Linked DNA regions of Mus musculus: all the other regions are linked to region 2. A link is a contact called in public promoter capture Hi-C data. All regions are on one chromosome and are shown on one strand. The core of a region is the stretch at or near the end of the contact, and the rest is flanking DNA. Distances in the headings are between cores, read along the strand shown. Region 1 overlaps Rims2 (regulating synaptic membrane exocytosis 2). Region 2 holds the start of 9330182O14Rik (RIKEN cDNA 9330182O14 gene). Region 3 holds the start of Zfpm2 (zinc finger protein, multitype 2).

What was found. Promoter capture Hi-C pulls out the DNA fragments that hold promoters and counts their contacts.
Region 1: a promoter capture Hi-C map of embryonic stem cells shows a contact between it and region 2, with 3 times the contacts expected there. The contact joins the enhancer-like site here to the promoter of 9330182O14Rik in region 2. A contact is called at or near these places in 1 of 39 promoter capture datasets (embryonic stem cells), 1 of 484 Hi-C or Micro-C datasets (bone marrow-derived macrophages) and 3 of 9 other capture datasets (adipose tissue, embryonic stem cells and macrophages).
Region 3: a contact with region 2 is called in a promoter capture Hi-C map of embryonic stem cells. The contact joins the promoter of Zfpm2 here to the promoter of 9330182O14Rik in region 2. A contact is called at or near these places in 3 of 39 promoter capture datasets (the C10 cell line, embryonic stem cells and trophoblast stem cells) and 4 of 115 datasets of contacts at active chromatin or transcription factors (embryonic forebrain, embryonic hindbrain, forebrain and 1 more).

The regions. Positions count from the first base shown.
Region 1 is chr15:39,421,096-39,424,437 of GRCm38.p6, reverse strand. All of the region lies in intron 5 of Rims2 (regulating synaptic membrane exocytosis 2), which reads right to left. Among named protein-coding and RNA genes, the nearest start is that of Rims2, 220 kb to the right of the region's middle. Within about 2 kb of position 1,512, at least 3 of the 459 cell types and tissues checked have an H3K27ac peak or open chromatin away from gene starts, as enhancers often do. A contact at or near this core is called in embryonic stem cells, where this site is marked.
Region 2 is chr15:40,132,772-40,136,202 of GRCm38.p6, reverse strand. It overlaps 9330182O14Rik (RIKEN cDNA 9330182O14 gene), which reads right to left and starts at 1,838. Exons shown (of 4, transcript NM_001256056.1): 1 at 1,634-1,838.
Region 3 is chr15:40,653,654-40,656,775 of GRCm38.p6, reverse strand. It overlaps Zfpm2 (zinc finger protein, multitype 2), which reads right to left and starts at 1,734. Exons shown (of 8, transcript NM_011766.5): 1 at 1,193-1,734. The coding sequence starts at 1,232.

The DNA of each region.
Region 1 (3,342 bases), core at 263-2,762, 710 kb after region 2:
GCCAAAGTGAAGCAAGCCAGGCACAAGTCTTCTGGAATTTGTCAGAAAGTCCCATGTTTCCCATGTAGGCGAGTTAGCAGGTAGTCTGCAGCCGTCTGACAAAAGCAGCAGCAGCTAGTCTAGGGCAGGGAGGGGGAACTAAATTATTCCACAGAGGCATAAGAGACACAGCAGTAAAGTCAGGCAGAAGAATGGAATGACTGCCCTTAAGTCAAATATATAGAGATTGATACAAACAAGGTAAAGAAAAACAAACAAATGGTGGCTACACAGTTTCCTTAAAGAACAAATTGAGTAAGATTTGAAATACAGGAAACTAGAACTTTCAGAGAAAAATGTGTGCACTGTGGTACATACATAGCTATATGTGGTAAACAAGTGGTTACTTAGAAGTCAGTCATGTCTCTTCATTAGTGAGATGTGAAAGTGTGCACATTATTATTCAACTTAGAAGATTATAAATCCATAGCAGGTATTAGTGCTTGAAGACAATGTACCTGCTATAAGTTTTTATCACAATAAAGAACAATATGGATTATTCATATTATTATTGCACGACTATAATGACAGTGGTGACAGGGAAAGTTGTCGAGCGAAACTGAAAACTGACTAGGTAACAATACCCTCCATGTGCACAGATTATATATATAATAGTAGAGTATAATATAGTATGAATATTATGTTAATACTATATCACATATATTTAATATAAAATTATTAAAACATATCATGTTGATAATGAATTATTATATAATGTAGTATTATGTATATATAATCATTGTAGATAAAGATAATGTGTAGTGTCTTGTGTCCTGTGTGAATTGGATCCTGGATCTGGGACTAAGAGTAGTAAAGAAATGAGAAAAACGACAGATTACATGTTCAGTGAAGATGGGATCAGGTAGGGTTCTCTAACCAGCACCACACAGCCTGGAACCTCAACCTCTTTATTACATACAACACAAGTGTGAGAACTAAAAAGGGGCCTAGGAAAAGAGGGGGAAGGGAGGACCCACATCCTGCCAGGGCTCCACCTATGCTCTGGACAGGCAGACAAGGAAGGGCTGGCAGATGCTTTCCACTCAGCCCCAGGTGGGCATCCAAGCCTCTGACCCACTTGACCGGAGTGGGGGGCAGCAAGGGGCAACTCAACCTGGGGGCCCCGGGGCCACACCCTGTAGCCCCCGGGTTATGGGAGAGAGAGAAGTGAGAGAGCAAGGAGGGGCCAAACAGCCCCTTTTAAAGTGAGCTGCTATCTTTTCTGTTGCTAGGTAACTGGGGAGGAGTCTATCCTGAAGGTCAGAAGCTTGGGACATTGCCTAAGTGACTTCTAGTCATGCTTCTCTTGAGGGGTCTGTGGGGAACGGTAACTTAGTTAGGAGCCACAGTTCCAGGAGCATGAAAGAACTCCTTCTGTCCCCTGTAGGTGAATTATGACCACCAGATCCCAGGGTTCAGCATCTCAGCTCTACTGGCGACCAGCCTGTCTGTGCATAGCCCAGTGCCCCACACACAAGGAGAGGGGTTAGCTACTCTCAGAAGGTAGCTCTGTGGGACGGCAGTCTCAGGCCAGAAACAAACAGAGGAGGAAGCTGGAGTTACTAGTCTTTGTACACAGTGATCAGTTGTGCAAACTCACACTCAGACTTCCAACAAAAACTTTGCCATTTCTCTTGAGCATGGGCCACATGGGTAATGGCATTGCCAATTGTCCCAAGGGTTGTGAGTCCTCAACAAAGCCATGACCATGCCAAAACTCATATCTAGTCCAGATTCACTTACTCTGGTTTTCCTAACCTTCCTGTATTAACTCTCCAGCAAAACTGTCTCCCAAATAACTCAGTGTTGCAGGCTCAAAGGCCCCCAGCAGGTGCACGACTTAGTCTGTGAGTGCAAAGAGGCTGCAGAAGGGGGGGTCTTCTAACTTTTTCTTACTTCAGTGGGGAAGCTTTCTCTAGATTCATAACATTAACAAGCCTAAGATTATTAGAGACACAATTTCCTTAAAATTTTATAGATATTCAACTGATACAAAATAAGTGATTTAGAAAAACAAATGATGCATGTTTTCTCTCATATTAAAAAAAAAACTAGATTTGTGTGTGTGTGTGTGTATGTGGTTCTGTGTGTGTGTGTGAATGTGGTTGTGTGTGTGTGTGAATGTGGTTGTGTGTGCGTGTGTGTGAATGTGGTTGTGTGTGCATGTGTGTGAATGTGGTTGTGTGTGTGCCCGTGCCCACGCACACTATGAAACTAGGACATGGATATGATAGGAAAGAGTTAAACACTTTTGAAGCTATTCTCTAAATGCTATTCTATATAAGATACAATACATATCAACAAATTGTAAAAATGCTTAACAGTAATGACAAAAATAAAAACAATTGAGTAAGAGCTACACACACACACACACACATATACCCCCCCACATAAATATGTACATACATGTACACACAGGATATAAAAAAGAAAATAGCAGAGTGAAAAATTCAGAGGCACCAGTTACCACCCTCAGCCTCCACTGACTACAGCATGCACTTGGAAGCAGAAACTTACTTAATAAATATCTTACATATTTCTTCTCCAGACTTTGGTAATTCATAAATTTCCCTGAATAAGAGCTTAAGTATCACTCTATCTGCTCTCATTCATTACCAAACTTTAAGAAAAAAATTTAAACAGTTGGCAGAGGAAAAATATCAATGTTTAATGTAATGTTATTAAATGTCTCCACTTACCTATGAATGTCTAAGAAAGAACAAACTTTGGATAGCTTTGTGAAAAAACTTAGATTGTCTATAATAGCAATCAAGGACTTAAAGATGGCGGATCAAATAATTAGTTAAAATGATTAGCATTAGATTTATGCCATATTAGTCATAAGTAGAGTCAGTGCTTCAGCTGTTCAAAAGATAAAACTGTTTTATGCATGTCTAAAAGACTAACATGACTCCAGCTCTGCCTCTATCTCCCTTCTCCTCGTTCATGAGAACCTATTTTTAACAAATTCCTCAATCTAAGAGGGATATCAATTTAGAAAAACAGACATAACATGTCCTTCAGTTTTATAATACCCACATGAAAGTTTTATAGTTTTCTATTTAACATATTACTAAAAGTTGACTGTAAATGCATCTTTCACTTGCACAAATAAAACATTATTTGATTCTACTTTCAACACTAAAGAAATTCATTTTGAATGTGTTGCTCTTGGAGTCTGGTGAGACCATTGATCTTGTACCACAGCAGACTTTTCCTACTATGCTGCTTGTGTCCTTCTGTGCGAAAACACAGTGCAGCCTTGCTGGAGTTTGCAGCCACAGTCTTACTGTTTAAGTCACT
Region 2 (3,431 bases), core at 589-3,088:
ACATGGCAAACTGTTTTAAGACTTCCAGGACTCATTCTGTAGGAACACTAAGTTTCCTAGACTGCAATAGAACCCTAACCCTCAATATATCATCTCTGCCACAATGCCCTGCTGTCTAAAACACAGTCAATTCTCTGTGGCACTCAGGTATATCACTGCCTACCCACCAGCTGGTCAGGACTCTGCACGTTGGTACTCCTTTTCCCTGAACTGGGAGTAATCCAGGGAACTGAGCCCCTGCCAATTCCAGTTGTGGATATGATAGCTGCCCAACATAAGACGGCAGTTCAGGTCGTGCCACTCTTGGTTGCTACGGGAATAGCCATAGGTGCTGGAACTGGAGTTGCAGGGATAACGACTTCTATGACCCAATATGATAAGTTTACTTCCAAGCTTAGCACAAGTTTTCAAAAACTGTCTGAAACCATGATTACCAGGCAGAAACAGATCAACACTTTTGCAGCAGTGGGGCTAGATGTTTTGACAGCCAAAGAAGGTGGTCTTTGCCTATTTCTTCAAGAAGAATGCTGTTTCTACGTTAACCAACTGGGATAGTGAGAAATAAAATTCAGGAGCTGCAATCAGACATACGTGAGACCTCTAGTTCTGGGATTTTTGAAAACCCTATATGGAAGTAGATAGTCCCTTTCATAACGCCTTTCCTAGTCAACCTCCTGGTGTTATTATTTGCTCCCTGCCTCATTAATCTTGTTTCTACATTCCTTCAATGACAAAAACAAAAAATGTCTAACCAAAGTATTAATCAGTTCCTGTTACAGGATTACCAGCTCCTGTCCACAGAGGAGCCTGATGCTAACATCTACCAAGTGGACCCCAATGATGAAAGTCAACTATAACCCAAAATTGTCGACACCCCTAGACAGCGGGAAGGAATTTAAGAGATCTGTTGCCCCTATTCCCCTTTTACCATAGGCTTCTCCCTCCTCTCTTTTTTTCTTCTCTTTATGATAAGCGAAGGGAGGTATTTTGGCATCAGAAACTGGATTTACAGTAGAAGGTCACCTCTGAATCCAGCAACATAGGCGACAGGGACCAGTACATCTGTTGCCATGGCAATCACCATACATGCCCAGCATCCACCTGGCCCACCTGCCCACATTTACCTGTGCGTGGTTACATCACAGCCCAAATAAAAGGCAGGCCCCTCCTAACCTTCACTCTCTTTCCTTCTTCATCATCGTTGTCCCCCTTTGCCACCATCCTCCACCCCCCACCCCCGCACACACACACACAATAAACCTCTAGAGTCCTGTGGAACTGTGCTGGCCTAGTGTGATCTGTCTGGACAAACTGCCATTCTAACATAACAAGTACAGTGGGGCTGGGTGTTCTGTAGCTAGTCTCTGTAGGGAGACCAGTCCTAGGCTGTAAACACTTTCGAGAAGGAAGTCAGAGGTGCTAGTCTTTGCACAAGTTAATCAAGCCTCCAGAAAGACTCAGACTCCCAAGCAAAGCTTTGCATTTCTCTTAAGCCCCAACCACATGGCGGTTTTGCCAATTGTTTTGTGGGTCTAAGGCCTTGGCCGTTCTAGACACAGTCGTGCCCATGTCATAATACACATACACTCAGGGCTTCCTCCTTGACCTACAAAAAGAGTCTGTTTACACTCACAGTTCAGTTTCCTCAAGGGTAAGAGTCCATTGTGGCAGAGAACACAGCAGCAAATGACAGGTTGGCAGTGCTGTGTTCTCAGGAAGCTGAGAGCTCAGGTGCAGAGCTGGGAGCACAAAGTCCTGACTGAAAACCGAAGAAGGTCTTTTACTCCCAAAGCCATTTATCTCCCCATGACTTACTTCCTCCAGCAAGGCAAGGCTTCACCACATGAAGAGCCACCGACAGCGCCACCAACTGTCCAAATACCTGAGACTCTGGGAGATAGTTTTTTTTTTTTTTTTCATTTAACCCCAGGAAGCAATAAAGTACTGTATGGCACGGAAGGTGAATGTGTTAATGCTCGAGATGAAGCCCAGGATGCTGACCTATGAATCGCTGCTCACTATATACGGTAATTCAGCTCCAGATCAGTGGCAGTTGTTTTGAACTCTTACCTACAGCCACCTGGGTTTCCCTGGGAAGCTGAAGCAGCTTTGTGCCTCACTCTCTTCCTGCCTGGTGGGTATACTATTTCAAAGACTCTCTGTTCTGCCCCACCCTGGCACCCAGGATTGCTATCAAGCTCTAGCTAAAGGCTCCACATCTCATACCTTACTGTTAATGTCTTGCCAGTAATTGTGAATTTTGACCAGTCCTTTTGTGTGTGTATTTTCACGTCTGTCTCATTCTCTCTCGACTGTTTTAGGACACGAGATGCATGTGCCTAGCCCTCGTGAGACCCCTCAGCAATGACTACGCGTGAGCCCTTCATGCACTAGAGGCTTCATCAAACAGAGCCACGCAAAGACTGCAGAGGGTTTAACAAGTTGCATTTTAAAGTACTTAGGAAAACGGGTTATTTAGTCTGAAATCACAAGCCGCAGGGCCAGAACTGAAAGCAATCTTCTGGAGATGTTTCTGTTCAACAATTGTTCTACCTGGGTTTCTGTTGCTGGGATAGACATAATGACACAAAGCAATTAGGTGAGAAAAGGGATTTATTCAGCTTGCACTTCTGGGTCTCGGCGCACCATTAAGGGAAATCAGTGCAGTCAAGCAGGAACTGAAGTAGAAGCCACAGTGTAAGGCTGTGTCTTGGCTTGCTCTCTGGTTTGCTCCTACACATGTTTTTTTAAGGATAAAACTTTTTTCTCTGCCATTTTTTGAGGTTATAATTATATTATTTCTCCCTTTCTTCCCTCCAACACTTCCCATATACCTTTCCTAGCTCTCTTTCAAACTCATGGCTTCTCTTTTTCCATTAATTGTTGTTACCTACATATAAGCATATGTGTGTGCTATATATATATTTTATATGCATATACACATATACACATACACACACATATGGCCTATCTAGTCTGCATGCTTTTACATTTACATATGTATACACATACACATATATACATACATATATATCCATATATACATATGTGTGTGTGTATATATATATGTATATATATATACATATATATATATATATCAGCTTTTTTCATGCAGCAGAGAACCACAAGCTCAAAGAATAGTCCTACCCACAGTAGGCTGAGCCCTTCCACATCAGTCAACTATCAAGAGATTCTCCATAGATAGAGATAGTTCTTCAGTTGAGGTTTTCTCCTCTCAGGTGACTCTAGGTGTGTGTCAAGGTGACTGTCTGTCTGTCAGAACTAACCAGCACAGATTTTTTTTTTTGAAAATATTTATAGAGTACCTACTATGTGCTAGTCACTGTCTGATGTCAGGTGCATGTTGTACATATAAAGTCAAGCACACCAGTAGGCTAGCTGTCAGGCCATAAGCACAGGGAGGAGGGAGG
Region 3 (3,122 bases), core at 485-2,984, 520 kb before region 2:
ATAAGATTTATTTTTAAACTACACCAAAAAGAAATTCTGACTTGCATGTAGGGTACCTATGAGGTAAGGGTAATACTAAAGCAATATACTAAAATTACATGATAATTAGTTTTAAACGAGTAGCCAGATCCTCAACAACACGGAAAATCAGAAATACATCACAGAACTCATAAAATATTATTGTTATTATTATCATCATCATCATCTTCTTCAAATTAATAAGGCCTTTAACTTTTTTTAGATTAAAGGATTGAAGATATATTGCAGGCCTATCGAACACACAGGAATAATTTTCCTAAGGTGAAAAAAGTTGGCCTAGAAGAATTTAGTGAGATTGTGGATTTCTGGCAGGCAGGTGTCTCTGGCACCGCAGGGACCCGCACCCAGGGACCCAGGGGTAGGGGTCAGGAACTAGGAACAGCACCAGAGTATGGGCTACCTTGAACTCAAATCCTGTGAGCCCAGAAGCAAAGGAGGCCCCTCCCAGTGGGGACTCCGCTCCTTGACCAGTGGCAAACTGAAGCCCGCCCTACACAGTGTCCAGGCGCCGTGAGTGGGACCCACCCGAAGTCCCCGGGTGCAGCCCAATACCGCGGCAGGCAGGGAGGGGGTGCGCGGCAGGCAGGGAGGGGGTGCGCGGCTGTCTCCAACAGAGGCGCGAACTTTTACACCTACTTTTTGTTTCACTTCGGGTTTGGCAAAGCGTTTGGTACCGCCCAGGACTGGGTCCCCAGACACTGATTTTCCACCGCACTGGGGAAGTTACCTCCCTAGCCCGGTGGCCTCCACCAGCTCTGAGAACTTCATCCCGGGTTACCAAGACATGCTCCCAAGAGTGGTAGGCCAACCGCCAGGACAACAACAAGGACAACAATCATACTAAGCTCTGCGGGAGCGGATTGTCCTGTTAGATTTCAGCATAAAAAGGGCGACGATTGCAGCAAACCAGAGTTGAAATAACCGAGAACCCGGGAGCGCGAAGGTTGGAGAAACACTGGGCTGCGGCTGCCCGGCGCTCCAACTGGCTGTGCATCTGTCTGCGGCCGTCTGGTTTTCCCTGATAGCTTGCAAAGTTTGACAAATCTCGAGGACTAGGAGCGGATCTCCCCGAGTGTCTCCCATCTTTCCCTCCGCGTGCGCCCCTCTCCCAGGAACCGATCCCACCAACTCCCAGTCCCGCGCGCAAACTTACGTTTGATCTGCCGGGGTTTACTCTGCTTTCGCCGGGACATTTCGGCCGCGGCCGCTGCCGCTGGGGTTCCTGCGGTGTCTGCGGTTCCCGCTACGGTTCCCTGGGTTGTCGCCGCCTCTGCCTCTGGGCAGGCTCGGGCCGCCGCCGGTCGGACTCCAGGTGCTCCGTGCGCTCGGGATCCCGGAGCTAGGCTCCTCCGGGAGCGGCGGATCCACGTTTGGAGATGAGCAAGCAAATGAGAGGCCGAGCAAGGGGCAGAGAGAGTGTGACAGGGAAGAGGGGAGGGGGCGACGGATAGAGCGATGGGGCTGTGGGGGGGAGGATGGGAATCTAGGAGCGATCGGCCAGGCAGAGAGAAAAGGGGAAGAAGGGGGTGGAGGGGTAAGAGAAGGAAGAGAAGGAGGGAGGGGAGGAGAGAGCGCAGGGGGACCCGGGCTGCGAGGGGCGGAGGGTGCGGGAGGAGGCGCGCGCTCGCTCTCCGTGTCCCCGGCTGCCGGGCAGAGACTCAGGCGCCGCCGCTGCCGCTCCGGGCCGCGCCGCGCTCGCACTGCTGCGGGAGGTGGCGAGGCGCGCGAGGGAGGGGCGCGCCCGGGCTGTGGGGAGGGGAGACTATGCCATCAGCGAAAGGAGGATTGGCTGCATCCAAAGCCAGTCCGGATGCAAACTCACAGCCCGGCCTCGGTCGCGTGGAGTGCAAGGGGATCGCGGCGTGGGTGGGAGTTGAAGGGGTTGATGGGGTGGGGGGAGACGTGAGGTTTGGAGGGGGCCACCTTCTGCATTTGTCACCGCGTCAATGCTGGGCAGCTGCCAGGCCACCCTTCCCCCGCTCCCCTTCCAGCAACTTCTTCCAACAGCCTCTTCCAATGGACCCTCTAACTCTCCTCCCTAATGCCTCGCCCATCTAGCAGGGCACAAAGAAATCTCAGTCTCCTTCCATAAACTTTGTGCTTCCAGTTACTGCTCCCCTCCTGGAGCCCCTGCCCTCCGCCCTCACAGTTTCTTGGCAGGAAGGTTAGGCCACTGGCAAAGTCCCCAGCGAAAGCCAGCTGATCACAAATGCCAACTGTGTGTCTTGGGGCCCGTTAAGTCCTCTCATCTGCCTGGGCTCTCAGGAGACCATTTCATCGCTGTCAGAGTTCCCAGGAGACTGCTGCGGACCCGGACCATCCCCCACTAGGCCCACAAGAGTCGGGTGATGAGCTGCGCTCAAAGTGCTTTTCTGCATCTTGCTTGAGTTTCCATTTGAAATAGTAAAATCCCGGAATCGGAAGTCAGGCAGATATTTTTCTCACATCCAAAAGGACGAAGGTTAGCTAGATTATTCGTTGTAGGTAGGAAGGGAACTATCATCTCTAATAGGAAATACTAACTTTTTATGAAGTCTGTGGAAGTTCTGCAGCTCCACCCTGCCCCCATGACCTTCCATTCTCCTAGTTCTGCCACAGGGAAGCACCGTGGAGCTAATAAAAGATTTGATCTTGTCCTAATTTTTCAATCAGGTAAGACCCAACAACTATTTCCTGGTTCTTTGGTTTATTGAGTTCTGTGTCTTTCTTATTTATTCAATGTATGCTTACGGTTTGAGAAATGGTAAGGCACAAGAGAACATTATTTTGAGGGGATTGCATAGGATTGTTTTTGTAAAATTAAGGTGAGCAAGGTTAGCTTAGGTTCCCACAGTTTTGCATAGGGTGAGTACAAAATGCAATTCTTTCCGGTGTGCTGAAGGGATGGGGTTGTGTGGAATCAGCTACTTTATGTATCATTATTTACTAATAAACTCCTGTGAAGTTGCCATGGATTCCCTAGATACTGCCAGTTTCCCCAAGGAGGCTATGAACTTGTCCACTCTGACCTGAAATTGTGTCCTCTTTCTTTGGTTGACTAGCATCCGTGTGAGCATCACCAGATGATGCTCTAAGAGGGTCTG